Regions from separate parts of the Columba livia genome. Here region 2 is linked to region 1. The links are chromatin contacts, called in public Hi-C maps. All regions are on one chromosome and are shown on one strand. The core of a region is the stretch at or near the end of the contact, and the rest is flanking DNA. Distances in the headings are between cores, read along the strand shown.

Region 1 (6,703 bases), core at 2,192-4,691:
TTAAAGTAGGTAACATTGTCATGGTAGGTGAGCAAAGAAGGGCAAAAAAGTTGATTTAAGAACTAATTCTGAGTGAGAGGGACCTCAGAGGAGCAGCACTATAGCAGCAGCCTACCAGAGGAGTATGCGAATCTTGAAAGAACAGTTTTCTACTTGGGCTTAACTGGGACAGTGAGAAGGAGGGAACTTTGGCCATGTGGAATTTGAGGTTTATGAGACCTCAAGTTGTTCCATGAAACGAGTTATACTGCCTGAGTGTATGCTCTGTGAGATTAAAGTAACACTTGGAGACCTTTAACTCCTTTTTTTGAAGACTATAAAAAATTGAGTCCACCTTTCCCTGTCTGCTCTAACAGGGAAAATTACTGAACCTTTGTCAAGAGCAGACTGCCTTTTATTTAGACATAACTTCTTATGTAGAGTAGAATTCTCTCCAAATGAATTCTGCTTTGTAGTAAATCAAATATAAGGCTGAGAGAGTTCATGGTACCAAATGTGTAGCGCCATGTTTTGAAATGTTTCTTACTTGAGATTTGTGGACTTGTATTCTGGCAGGGGTGAGGAGAGGCTTTGACCAGGCAGCTATAGGTCTGGAAATTCAAGAAATGATTCTATCATGCTGAATGTCTGGAAATTAGTGCTCAGTTAGCACGTGGGTATGCTGAGCTGAACATCCTCATGTAGCAAGTCTGATTAGGTGAGTTTACTGCATAGGCACTGTAAATCTGATTCATATTGAAAATTAGATGGAATAACTGTAAAAGCGTGTGTGTGTTATGTGCACACTGCTGTTGTTACAGTATCCCTGCTGCAGCCCAGTTGTGAAGGTGCACGTTGGGAAAAGTACAGAATCTGTTTCTCCTGACTGAGAAATCATTCAGACAGGACCCTTGAAAACACTCACTATTAAGAGCTATATTGCATTGTTTCCTTCACATAGCCAAAGCATTTAGCTCTGACCCTGTGAAAGATCTAAGCACTTGTGTAACTTCAGCAGATAGTCTTTTTAAAACCAAGGAGACTGGTGACGTGAAAGTTACAGATGGAAGCTGAGCATGCCCTTTTTCATGAACAAGAATTTCATTCTTTAAAGAATATAGTCATACAAGATATTACAATTATAAGAAAATAAGAGCTAAAAAGGTGGTTGAGATTATATGTATATATGTTTCCTTTTTATTCTGGAGCTGCTTGTCTTGTAATATCGCCTCACACTACCAGAGGAGGAAATAATAGAATCGTTTAGGTTAGAAATGACCTTTAAGAGTCCAGCTGTTAACTTAAGGCTGCCAAGTCCACTATGAAGGCTTGTCCCTAAGCACCCCATTGATACGTCTTTTAAACACCTCCAGGGATGGTGACTCCACCACTTTCCTGGGCAGCCTGTTCCAATGCCTGACAACCCTTTTGATGAAGAAATTTTTCTTATGTCCAATCTAGACTTTCCCTGGCACAACTTGAGGCCATTTCCTCTTGTCCTATCACTTGTTACTTGGGAGAAGAGACCAACCCCCTCCATGCTACAACCTCATTTCAGGTAGTTGTAGACAGTGATAAGGTCTCTCCTGAGCCTCCTTTTCTCCAGGCTAAACAGCCCCAGTTCCCTCACCTGCTCCTCTTAAGACTTGTGCTCCAGGCCCCTCACCAGCTACACATCAGATGTTATGTTATCAGTAATTTCAAAGCATTTAAAAATGCTTTTGTTTTTCACAACAGTAAGAAAAATACAAGCTTAACATTGGAAAAATAAACAAGGAAAAGTTTATATGTGTTCTAAGTGGTGTTCCAGTTTTAGACAAAAAGTTTTACAATTAGCTGTTGAATCTTTCTCTGCTTGTCACCACACTTCACAAGGCAAAGACCCTTGCTGAAAGCTATCCCTAAATGCAGTTGTAATGGGAGATTAGGAGAGAATTGGCCTTTTGTTAGTTTCCCGAATGCAGTGAGAACTGTTTAAATTTGCATGTGTTTAACTTTTTTTCACTAGATGGTGCTGTTGGAGGGTTTTGACTCCGGTTACTCGTGGGCAGTTGCCCAGCGTGAGCTGGAGTCTGAGCCAAGACTCTGAAAGGACCATCATTTTGAAGGGTATATGTACACTTGGCCCATTTAAAATAGTGGTGTGGGAGAGCTTTTGCCATGACTCATAAAAAGAATGTGGTATATCTGTGTAAAAATTGATTTTTGAGACTACAATATTTAAACTACAGAAAAAAGCAATTCAGAGATGTATGTTCCCAGAGAGGCCATATTTTTCTTTTATTTTCATAAGCAAGGATTTTATAGTGCCAGAACACAGCAGAATGCTGTTATCTCAGCATGATCTAAGAAAATCCAAGTGCTTGATCCAAGGGGATTAAGTATTCTGCTGAACCAAGGGATATTTAGTGTGCCTGAAAAAGCTATTTTCTGGTAGGAATCTCATTTCAGTATTGATTCCAACAAAAAAAAAAAAGGAAGAGTATGTTTTTATGATGAAAGTAATGAAAGTATAAGCTCTTTCCAGCTTTCTGTTTTGAGTTCCTTTTCTACTTTAACGTACTTCTTACTGAAGAGATTAAGCAGTTATTGAACATTAAATAGACTATCAATTAAGATAAAAGGTAATAGTTTTGGGTGGTTAACATTTATGTTATTGGCATTGAAATTATTCCTACAGTGAACAGAAAGTGGCACTGAGTCTGGGCCGAAAAGAAATCTAGATTTTTTTAAAATTTTTCTTTTTTTTAGTATGAGCCCTCGGTTTTGTTTGCTGGAGTGTTTTGTGAGTATTGTAAGAAAGAAAAATACCTACGGCTTTTGATTCTGAAGATGGTCTTCACAGAAAACAAACGGTTCAAAGTGGTTCCACCGTTTATTTTTTCTGATTACCTTTCTTGGTTAAGAATGCCAAGACAGAGACTTACCATCTGGACATTGGTGCATTTTCATCCATTGGAAAAATTAAGGGGGATTAATGTCTGTAAAGGGTGCCTGGTGGTAGCTCTACAGGCTGATCTAATTTCTAGATTCTGAAGAACAACTGGAGCCGAGAAAGTGAAAAATTTGTCTCTGCAGCCTCAGCTGTGTCCCCTGGTCTGACCAAAGAGTGAGCTGGTGTAGAAGATGTGTGAATGCTGGACTTGTGTTCTTCAATCCTTTTTCTTTGCTGGAACTACAGACTGACCTGCCCAGGGACTCACTTGCTGCAGCATTTCCTCTCTGTCATTCCACTGACAGCTGAGGTTGAGAATCCCAGCTTTCATTTGAAATCAACTTCTCTACAATTTAAAGTAAAAAGCCAGATGTGAGTGATTCGAAGGCTCAGGAAACATGAACAGAAATGAAAATCGCCCTCTTCCTTTTAATTAGGTGGCAGTACAGTTAGTAGCTGGAACATGGAGCTTCCTCGGAATCTGAACCCCGCTGTTTCTCGTTGAGCTTCAGTCTGTGGTTCTGATGTTTGTAGCTGAACTGTGCTGGCAGATAACGTGAGTGCTTCTAATCTGCTTCATTGCAAAATCAGCTGCCTTGGTTTGAAATGCTGCTGGTAGTAACATCTTAACTTTTTCCAGCTGTTCGCAAAGCAATCGTCTGTCAACTCCCCTGGTCTGTACAGGAGAATTATGTGTTTAATGTAAATGTGATGTTAAAGGGATTGAATTGATTTGGTTCAGAAGGTTGTGTGAACATGCTTTTAGTCCAGCTTAAATTCTGCTTTATGTCCATTGTGAACAGGTCTGAGGGAGCCAAATCAGGAGCTTCTAAAAATGGGAATAAGATTGTCTGTTAGGGACAGCTGAACCAATTTAATGAAATGGACTTAAAACGAGCAAGAAACAAAAACAACCCACCCTGTTGTTACTGTTTGGTGTAGATGAAGTCTGAGCTGAAAAAGAATGCCAAGAAGGATCAAAGAGGTGATATGGAAGGAAAGTATGCTAAGACAAGTAAAGGAGCTGCTTTTTTTGTTGTAATGTGTGCTAAAAATCAAACACGTAGAACACAGCTCTCGCTTCACTTCAGGGTCTGCAGAGGGCAGCCTTGGACCACGCTGTGTCTGGGGCAGCTGGGTTCAGACTTTGGATGGTGTCCTAAGTAGGTAAAAAATATCTTTTGGAAAAAGCGAACTACTAATAAAGAGGTGGTTTTTCACATGGGCTTGAGGAATTTTATACGAGTAATCAACAAAGATAATTTTGGGAGAGAGGGGTGGAAGAAAAGGGCTGTGGAAATGTTGCTGCCAGAGCCAACTCTGGCCACTTTGTGGTTGTTGCTTCAAAATTCATGCTCTTTGGCCTACCTAATTTCTCATCTTCTGGATGGCTTTTAGAAAAAAGTGAAAACAGTTAAAGATTCCAGTGAAATGAATTGAACAAGTGTTTGCATGGAGGAGAAAGAAAAAGATACTGAACTTGTTTAACATACTGAGGGATTTCCAGTATGTTGTGTCCTTCCAGGTATGCTCTTACTATTGTCTTAGGTGTTTCCTTATTCAGTGGGGCAAATCAATAAGTTTATTTGGCTAAACTTCTCTAAAGTTGCCACCAAAAATTACATTCAGATGTATATGATAAGAACAAGAAGTGATTTTTATGGGTTAGAAAACTCTTTCTACATGTATTTCATACATTTCTTCTAGCAGGTTCAAAAGTTCTGGGTTTGAATTCTTATTTTAGTCTGCAGCACTGCAGTGTGCGTTCTATAAAGAAAAGCTTGCATGCAGAAAATTGGTTACTTCCATTTCTGCCTTTTCTAAGAGCTGTGAAAAAAAAGCCAACTACTCCTCTTTTGAATTTCTGTACGTGGAGTTCTGTGGTGGCATACCTGAACACTGCCATTTAAAATAAAGTCTGTAACTATGTCACTGTGTGTAAAGGAACCAGAATTTAGCATTTGTCTCAATACTATGTTGGGCTGAGATGGCTATGAAGCAGCAAGCATTACTTGGGGCTCAAACTCTGAAGACTAAGAGAGGCTTTGGGAAGAGCGACCTTCCTGAAGCTCATGGTGGAGCTGGTGACAGATTGCAGGCCAGCACGACCCACTGGTGACAGGCTGGTGCCGTCTGCTGGCTGCTTGGTTGCCTACATGATCTGTCATGGTGATCTTCTGCGCTGGCAACGTGGGGCTCCTGGCCAAAGACCGACGTGAGCACAGTGCCAAGCTGTCTTTTTGCCTTGAGCAAACTTCCCAGCTTCTCATATATGAACTGCAGTTGTGTGACAGTTTTCAGAAAACTTTGCTTTTATGTTGCATGCAGCATTGTGAAAAATAGGGGATATGTGCTCCAATTATTATTAGTTCACCTCTTCTCAAGAGCTTGTGTTTGCTCTCATAAGTCACATAGTATACCTGTGTTTTGTTCCTTTATTTTTTAGTATAGCTGCATTCCAATAAATTCCATTTAAAGGTGCATCTAAGAAAATACCCTCACTGAAAAAAGTATGTTTTGTTCACCGTTACATCTGTTCATTTCTGTCAAGCTTTACACTTAAGGGTTAAAGTTTGACTAAAATTTTTCTGAGGTGTAAATGCATATCAAACTGAGAGCATTTGCTTGGTAAACTCTAAAAGAAACATGGTAGACATATTTTTCTTTGAAAATATTTAAACTTTTCACTATTTAATATTTTAGTAAACAAGCAGAGTAATACAAATTCCATATTGGGGGGGGGAGATAAAACTGTGAAATACTGGTGGATATAGAGCCAAGCAGTGAAAAGAAAGATTTTTAAATTTAGGGTTTATCTGGATTAGTGTGTAATGCTTGCAGTGACAGGTGTTTCCTTTATGCTTTGCCCAAATGTCTGGAAAGTAGTTTGTCATTAAGTGCTACATTCAGTGTGTATCTCAATTTCAGTATAACTGGAGGGTCTACGGCTTTGTTAGGCCCTTGTTTTCACATCTGACCTTGGCCAGCTGGAGTCTATTGTTTTAAGCGTAATGTAACAGCTGACATAACATAACGGATATAAAGCTGAAAAACTGAAACAGTGCAGTGAACTGATGCAAAGAGGAAGAAAGGGAGAAGTTGGGAAGGAGGAAGAGGGGCAAAACTAGCTTCGTGATTCAAAGTGGAGGCTTGCTGGCTTGTTTTCCCGGGGGTAATCAGCTAGGAAATAATAGGATGAGTCTGTTGAAGTTCTATTTGCAATTGATTACATACGATAGACTACTGAGACAGGTCTGAGTTTGCCAGCTGTCACTAGCTGGTGGCCCCTGAATGGCTTTAAGTGGCCCTTGGTAGGCAAAACTGGAATAAACTCTGAAGGTGTGGTGTAATTGTAGTACAGAAGAGCTGGGAGCACCAATGTCTAAGAAGAAAGGAGGTTCCAGGAGTTTGTAGAGTGAAATTAAACAAGTTGAATGCATTAGGAATTTCATTTTATGATGTTGGGTTAAGTGGGTTAAATTAACTGGCCAAAAACCAAAAGCAACTGGACTTCTTAGTGGTTTTCTTGGCAATTTCTAAAGTAAGCTTCTATGAATTCATTTGCTAAAACCTTCATTATTTCATTCCTTGACTTCTGTGTTTGGTCGGGAAGCGCATCTCAGTACTGAGCACTAACTGCTGTTGGAAGGGGATTGAGTAAATGAAATGTTAGAAACTTGGCACGCCATGAAAAAAGTGACAAGAGAAGGAACAAAAAGCTATAGAGATCACCCTGTTACTGCATTTATATGTATGCCTCTTTACATATATATCTTTCTATATATAGAA
Region 2 (6,703 bases), core at 2,886-5,385, 330 kb after region 1:
GCTGGCTTCAGCCTAGGATTAAGGCGGCTCAAATAATGACCTGACTTTTTGTAGCTGTAATGAGTGGCAAGCTTGGTCCTTCACGACCCCTGATATTTTGAATCCTTTCCAAAAATATTCCTGTCCTCAAATCCGAAGTGGAATTTGAGATTTACCGTGGGTTGGTGGTAACAACCAGCAGCTTCCCTCTGCTTTTGCCTATGCATTCTCACGATAAAGGGCACTTTAAAGCCCCTCTGACAATGAATGAGTCCTAGTTAAATATTTCAAGAACTTCTTTACATGGTTTCCTCTGATGCATGTGCTGTTGAGACATCTGTCTTCCGTGCTAATAAAGTAGTCTAGATTTAAAATGAACTTCATTGGATTGCTTTGAAACTATAGGCACATATGGTTCATAATTAGCTGGATATCTCTTATAGTTAAATGATTTTTTTCTCTCTCTCTCTCCCTGTCGCCCATTCGCATCAATAATAGAAGCAAACAAAGTTCCAATTGTTCCCTGTTGCGGGACATTATGTGCCTGAATAAATGGATGTTGGCTGTGTCTACATGGATTTGCCATATGGCTACAAAGGCCGAAAGAATAGGGGCAGTGTGCTTTGTGCCGGGGCGAGGAGGGCCGGCCGGGCTGGGTGGGGCAGGGCGCGGGGGTGGCCGCACACCTTCCCGTACTCCCGGGCCCTTGAGAGGAGAGCCCAGGGGGCTGCGGGACCCAGCCCTCCCCATGATGGGCTGGAAACCCACTGGCTCCACTCGGGCGGCACCCAAGAGCTGGAATTATTTGCTTTAATAAAGAGCCCCATGCCTAAACTCTCCCCAGGGTGAGAGCTTTCCTCCCGGGATGGGCTGGGCACACCTCGGGGCAGCCGGCGGCTCCTCTGGCAGAGGTATTTGGGAGCTCAGAGCAGGGATCTTTCATTGCAGAAAGTCCTATTATTAGTTGGGGTCTGGGACAATGGAGGTCCCAAAGGCACCTGCTTTCATGAAAGCGAGAGAAAAGCCCATAAATCCTGGAGGATCCAGCTGCCTCACTCCGGGTATTGTTGGCTTTCATAAGGAAAGGGAAAAGCTATTTTTCTTTTCAAAGGGGGGGAAAATCGTATTGAGTCAGCGGCCACTGATGCAGGCGTGTAAAATAATCCCGTTCTGATTAAGCGATCACGGAGCTGGAGGTAATCAATGTTACTTTTACAGCCAGGAGCATTTGGCGGCCGTGACGGGGGGCCAGAGAGGAGCACTGCAGGGGCCAGGGGAAGATGATGCGGATAAGCCCTGAACTTTATTCACCCGGAGCCTTGTTCTCTCAGCTCCCTCCCCTCCCCATGAAAGAGCATCATTGCAGAGCTCATAGAGCTGGAGAGTGATGCCCTTACCCCTGCTGCACCTGCTGGGTCCACTACGGGTGTGTAGCACTCCGCAGAGGTGATAAAGTGGGGAATAGGGTCTGAAAGGGACAAATCTGGCCAGCAAGTCCCTGGGCCTCTAGGACCCCCCCATTCTCCTCCCATGCCCCTGTTCCCCAACCATACTCTCCAGCACCCCAGTCCTTGTACCATGTGCAGCTGGGACCAGACCTGGTCTGTCCCCCCTCCCTGCTCAGCGCAGGGTTTGGGACTCTGAGCAGGACACATGCCCTGACCCCATCAGGCTGTGTGCAGATCCCATGGCTTTCACCTGCTCCTAGGCCAAGGGGACAGAGTGCCCTCTGCAAACTGCCTTGGTTGTGTGGTTGTGATAGCATTGCCATGAAAGCATTAATGTCAAAATGCTGGGTACTTTGTTGGGAAGGTTTATTTTGTCTGTTTGTTGTTTTTCTTTTTTCCACCTCTTTTATGGCGAAATGGAACTGCTGCCTTTCCCAGCACTGTTGTGTGTTTGTCCTGTAAATCATTGCTGGGCTTGGGCAAGAGGTACCAGGAAGTGTTTCCCTGAAGTGGCTTTGAGCCCCAGGTCAGAGTTGGAGGGGGGAACTTTACATGCTCACCCAAGGTGGGAGGGTCCTCCCTGAGCTGAGTCAGCCAAGGGCACTGTGGGGCTGTGGTCTGCATGCACCAGTCACCCACTCAGGCTGTCCCTAAGTTAGGGAGGCAGCAGCCCCAGTCCCAATTCTGGGGGCGGGGGGGAAATGGTTAAAAAAATAAATAATCATAAAATATGCTGAAAGGTTGAAGTCAGGGTATGATGAAGGGTGTGTGCTCTCCTCACGCTTGGTTAACTCCAACAGTATTCAGGAACACTTGTTTTTAAGAGAAAACTCCTTTCCCCTCTGAATTGCACACACGTTTTGCACCACAGGGTATGGAGGTGGCGGTGCCAGCCCCGCAGCAGGGTCATGATCCCAGGGGAGCTGGAGCCCTGATCAAGGTAGGTCCCCCCAAAAAAGCACAGACCAGGGCTCGGCTCCACCACCCAAACCTCCAGCCCCCCTCCCCCACCAGGCTCCTACCCTCACCCCAAAGGCATCTGCACAGCACTCACCAACCAGACTTGCAGGGGTTTCCTGGCTTTTATTATTATTAATTGAAGTTGTGGCATTATTTGCAATGGCAGTGGTACAGACCGGCTCAGAAACCATTGAAACAGATTTGTCTTCAAGTAAAATCTAAAAAATATTTTGATTCATAGCTACATCTTGTGAATGCAAGAAAAAAAAAATCCCACTATAAAAATAAATTTACATTTGTAAATAACAAAAGCAAATATAGTGCCCTTTGGCTTAACCAAAAAAAACCAAAACCAAACACTATTGGATGTCAAAGTTATCCACATTTCTGACATAAATAGAAAATATAAGTTAGTATAACTCTTAAAAAAAGTTTTGTACAAATATACACTTGCTTTTTTCATTTTTCGTTTTTACCTTTTCCTTTTTTTTATGCACTGAGAGATCAGCAGAGATTAAACATTTTACATAAATGACTTTTAAAGCTTTACACTTCTGGCCAGTGTACTCACATTAGGCATAATACATTTTTATATAAAACGTAATACATTGCACAGTTGTACGTTAACACTGCTCCGTTCGCGGCCGCGGCTGGCGGGCAGGCGCTCCAGCTCCTCTCCGGCTCCTGGTCCCGGTCCGGGAGGGCGCGGGGGGTCCCGGCTCGCCGCGCCACCCGCCCTGAACCCTGCGACTCCGCGCCTCCGAGGGCGACGCGCCTTTCGAGTGGGTGCCGTAGTGCAAAAGTCTGGGGAAGAATTAAAATAGAAAATAAAATTAAAAGAAAAACAAAACAGAAAAAAAAAAAAAAAGTGGAAAAATTAAGAGCGACGCCGAAAGCGCCCAGACACCTCCGCCCGCCCCGGGGCGCGTCTCACCTGGCTCACCGGAGCCGCTTGCGGGGGGTCTGCTCAGCCGGCACGGCGGTGGGGGAAGGTGGGCAGCCGGCAGGGAGCTCCGCTGCCACCTTGGGCTCCGCCGGCCTTTTCCTCCTCGCGAAGAAATCTGGACGGGGGACGGAGAAGAGGGGGAGGGGGCGGTCAGCCGCTGCGGCGGGACGCCCACCGCGTCCCGCGACCCCCCCAGCACCCCCACGCACCTGTGATGCGGGCCGTCGGGACCCTCCGGCGGAGCCGCATGCCGCGGCGGCGGGGCGCGGCGCGGTTCTCCCGGCTCAGGCGCCCCCCGGGCCCCTTGGCGGCGGCAGCAGGGGGGGGCGGCGGCGGGGAGGGGGGCGCCCGGCGAAGGGGGATGCGGCACCGCCCCACCTGCAGCGTCTCCCGGTAGAAAGCGGGCACGGCGCCGCCCTCCACCTCCTCCCAGCGCAGGCGGCCGGGGCCAGGCAGCGGCGTGTCGGTGTGGAAGTTGTAGTCCCAACGGCGCTGGTCGTCCTCCCCCATCTCCCGCAGGCGGTTCCGCAGCTCCCGGCCCAGCTCCTCGTGGTCCACCGGCCCGAAAAGGCTCCTGCAGACGGGGCTGCGGCCGTGCCCGGCCAGGGCTCGCCGGGCTGAAAGGCGTTCCAGGGCGGCGGCGCCAGAAAGGTGCACGTTAGACATTGCCGCCGGGGAGGACGCAGGGTGTATGAGATGGGGTGCGGTGGCTTGGGGTGGGTACCCCCCCCCGCCGCTCCTTGCGTCCCACCAGTGCTGCAACCAACCCGGCCTCCCGCTTCTGAGCCCCTGCCCCCGGACTCCTGGCTTTTAAACCCCGCGAGTGCGAGCAAAACAATCATTAGCATAATAGTATTTCCCTGCCATCGGCCCGCCGCGATTGGCGGGGATTGTCCCACCGCCCCGGCCCCCGGCGGCAGCCCTCCTGCCCGCGCCCTCCATTGGCTGCGGCGGGCAACGCCGTGCCGCCGCCGGCCGTATTGGCCCGGCTCGGCCCCGCCGAGGACTCGGGGGGGTGGCCCCGGCGCTGGCCCGGCCCCGGGGGGCGGCCGTCGGCGGTCCCCGCCCGCCACCGGTCCCTCTCCCTTTGTCTGCCTATGGCCCGGGCTCCGTTGCTGCTTCCTTCCCGGCGACTCTGATAATTGTTTTTTTCCCCCCTCCTTGTTGCCTTTTCAGCATGTAGGAGTGCGTACGTGCGCGTTATTATTATTTTTATTATGATTTTTCCCGAGTGGTGTCGCCGGGAGGTTTTTCAGAATCTGTAGGGCGTGCAGGTTTGAGGCGGGGGAGGTTATGGCGTGTGGAAGAAAACGGGATCGGTTTTGGCTCGTTTTTTTTTTTTTTTTTTTTTTTTATTACGCTGCTGCAAGACAAAGCGAGATGCTTGTAGATTTCAAAACAAGCTGAAGGCTATTTTTAAAAATAGAGCTTCTCAAGCTGCATGGAAGTAATAAGTTGCAGCCTTGCTGAATAGGAGTACATGAAAACCACAGCATTTTCCTCTTCTAACTTTTAAATGCACAATGCATGTTTGTTCACTGCAGATGAACTAATCTTGCTATTGTGTTGCCAGGGATCAGCTGGCTTATGCTTTACATTTTCTGCAGGTCACTGCAATCATTGCCTTTTGTTGTTTTGGGATGGAGGAGTATGAAAGGAAAGGGAGTGGGAACATAATTGACACAGTGCTAAAATTGAGCCCAGAACATGATGGTAGTTTTGATGCACACCTCGGAGGCTTGTTGCCCCAGCGGGCTTTTCCTCTGCAAACAACAAGGGAAAATATGGACCTTTATCGCTCTTTGTACATTTGGGGACACACTGGTTCTCTGTATACCGGTGGCTCTTGCCTCTGGGAAGATCAAACCCTTGAGCAAGGGCGACATGGATTTTATTCCTCAGAGGGAATAAAATTAATTTTAAATCCTAGGGTAGTGCTGGCCATGCAGAGGTTGCTCAGGTGCTGGCTTGCTGCGGGGCTGGAGAGGTCACAGCTTTAGGACCCTTAGGGCAGTAGTGACCACAGGCAGGTGTCGGCTTCAAGAAGAGGAACGATAGTTTTTTCACCCGTGGAAAGCTCTTCCTGTCCCCCAGCTGGGCCAGAATAAGTCATCTCCCTCCATGCTGTTTCCACAGTCAGCTCACATCTGTGATGGAGCAGCCTTCCAACACCACTGAGGATACTCGCTCCTGGGCTTCCTGTGTCGATGAGGCACCTGGGCCAGACAGGACAGCTCCCGCGTGCTGCCAGGTACTGCACTTTCAGCAGTGCTCCCAAAGGCTGGCCATGTCAGGAGTGACCAGCAATGCCATGGTTTTGGACCCATGGATCTGGGGCTCGCCATGGCTGGTGCAGAGGTGTAGAGGTGCAGAGGGGATGTTAGAGCCCAGCTTAGAGCACAGGAAGGGTCATTCCATGCTTGGGCTGAAGAGCAGCAAGACACTGCAGCAGGTTTCAACTCCTGAAATAATGTTCTGATGTCTGTAGGGGCAGATGGCCTGGTCAGTGGGAAAGGTCTGTAGCTTCTTGGTCAAGAGAAGAAGCTACAGGAAATGTTTTCATGGTGCAGATCCCTGCTTGCTTCCTGGGCAGGCATAAAGTCACTCCTGGCAGAAGGTTTTGCTGACTGATGGTACAGATAGACCACTCTCATTTCAAAAGTAGTGGTAGAAAAGGTATTTGAGGATATGTGAAGGCATTTTTTTAAGATACCTGTTTAGATGTTGTGTTCTCAACAGATGTTTCCTGTGTGAGCTGGACCACAATGTGGCAATTTTAGGTAAATACTACCACACTGTTCTTCCCGAAACAGCCGTTGAAGGTGGCCATGCAGAGGTCTTTTGGCCAAAAGGATGTCATTCAGGGAGCAGGTAATGAGAAGGCTCTCCTCGTTCCCTGTCACTAAAAGCACATCGTCTTAAAAAGCAAGTGAGCATCAGTTAGCAAGGGTTTGGCCAGGGAGAGAAGGGGTGGGTCCTGGTCCAAGCTGAAACAGTTGGGGAACATGTTGAACATGGCATAGTGTTCAGCTGGGACATCTCTCAGCAGCCGTCAGACACACCTCTCAGGATGTAGGATGGGGGGGTTTTAGAAATAAATGAGCTATGTGGAGAAAATGCCTCAACTTCCACAAGAAACCTCCTGAAAAAGTGCCCTCTATTCAAGACGCGAGCCAAATGGCAGTGGCCGGGTCCCTGCAGACAGGGGCTCTTTGTGAGGCATCCTTGAAAACCTGCTGCCGTCCTCCCCCAGTACCGGGAGAGGCCAGCGGCTGCCTTTCCTGTTTTCTGCCTCCTCGGTTTTATACATTCCTGCAATGCAAGCCGAGCGAGCAAACTTCCCTACTATTTGCAAGATGTGGGCGTGCCC

The links. Hi-C and Micro-C count contacts between places; a contact is called where the count stands out from the background.
Region 2: a Hi-C map of liver shows a contact between it and region 1, with 3 times the contacts expected there. The contact joins the promoter of CDKN1C here to the enhancer-like site in region 1. A contact is called at or near these places in 2 of 2 Hi-C or Micro-C datasets (crop and liver).

The regions. Positions count from the first base shown.
Region 1 is chr5:52,725,505-52,732,207 of bColLiv1.pat.W.v2, forward strand. The region is part of intron 2 of KCNQ1 (potassium voltage-gated channel subfamily Q member 1); the gene reads left to right. Among named protein-coding and RNA genes, the nearest start is that of KCNQ1, 54 kb to the left of the region's middle. Within about 2 kb of position 3,442, at least 1 of the 3 cell types and tissues checked has an H3K27ac peak away from gene starts, as active enhancers do.
Region 2 is chr5:53,059,109-53,065,811 of bColLiv1.pat.W.v2, forward strand. CDKN1C (cyclin dependent kinase inhibitor 1C) reads right to left here and starts at 4,136. Exons shown (of 3, transcript XM_065065188.1): 1 at 3,543-4,136; 2 at 3,322-3,448; 3 at 2,491-3,191. The coding sequence starts at 3,999. The coding sequence ends at 3,327.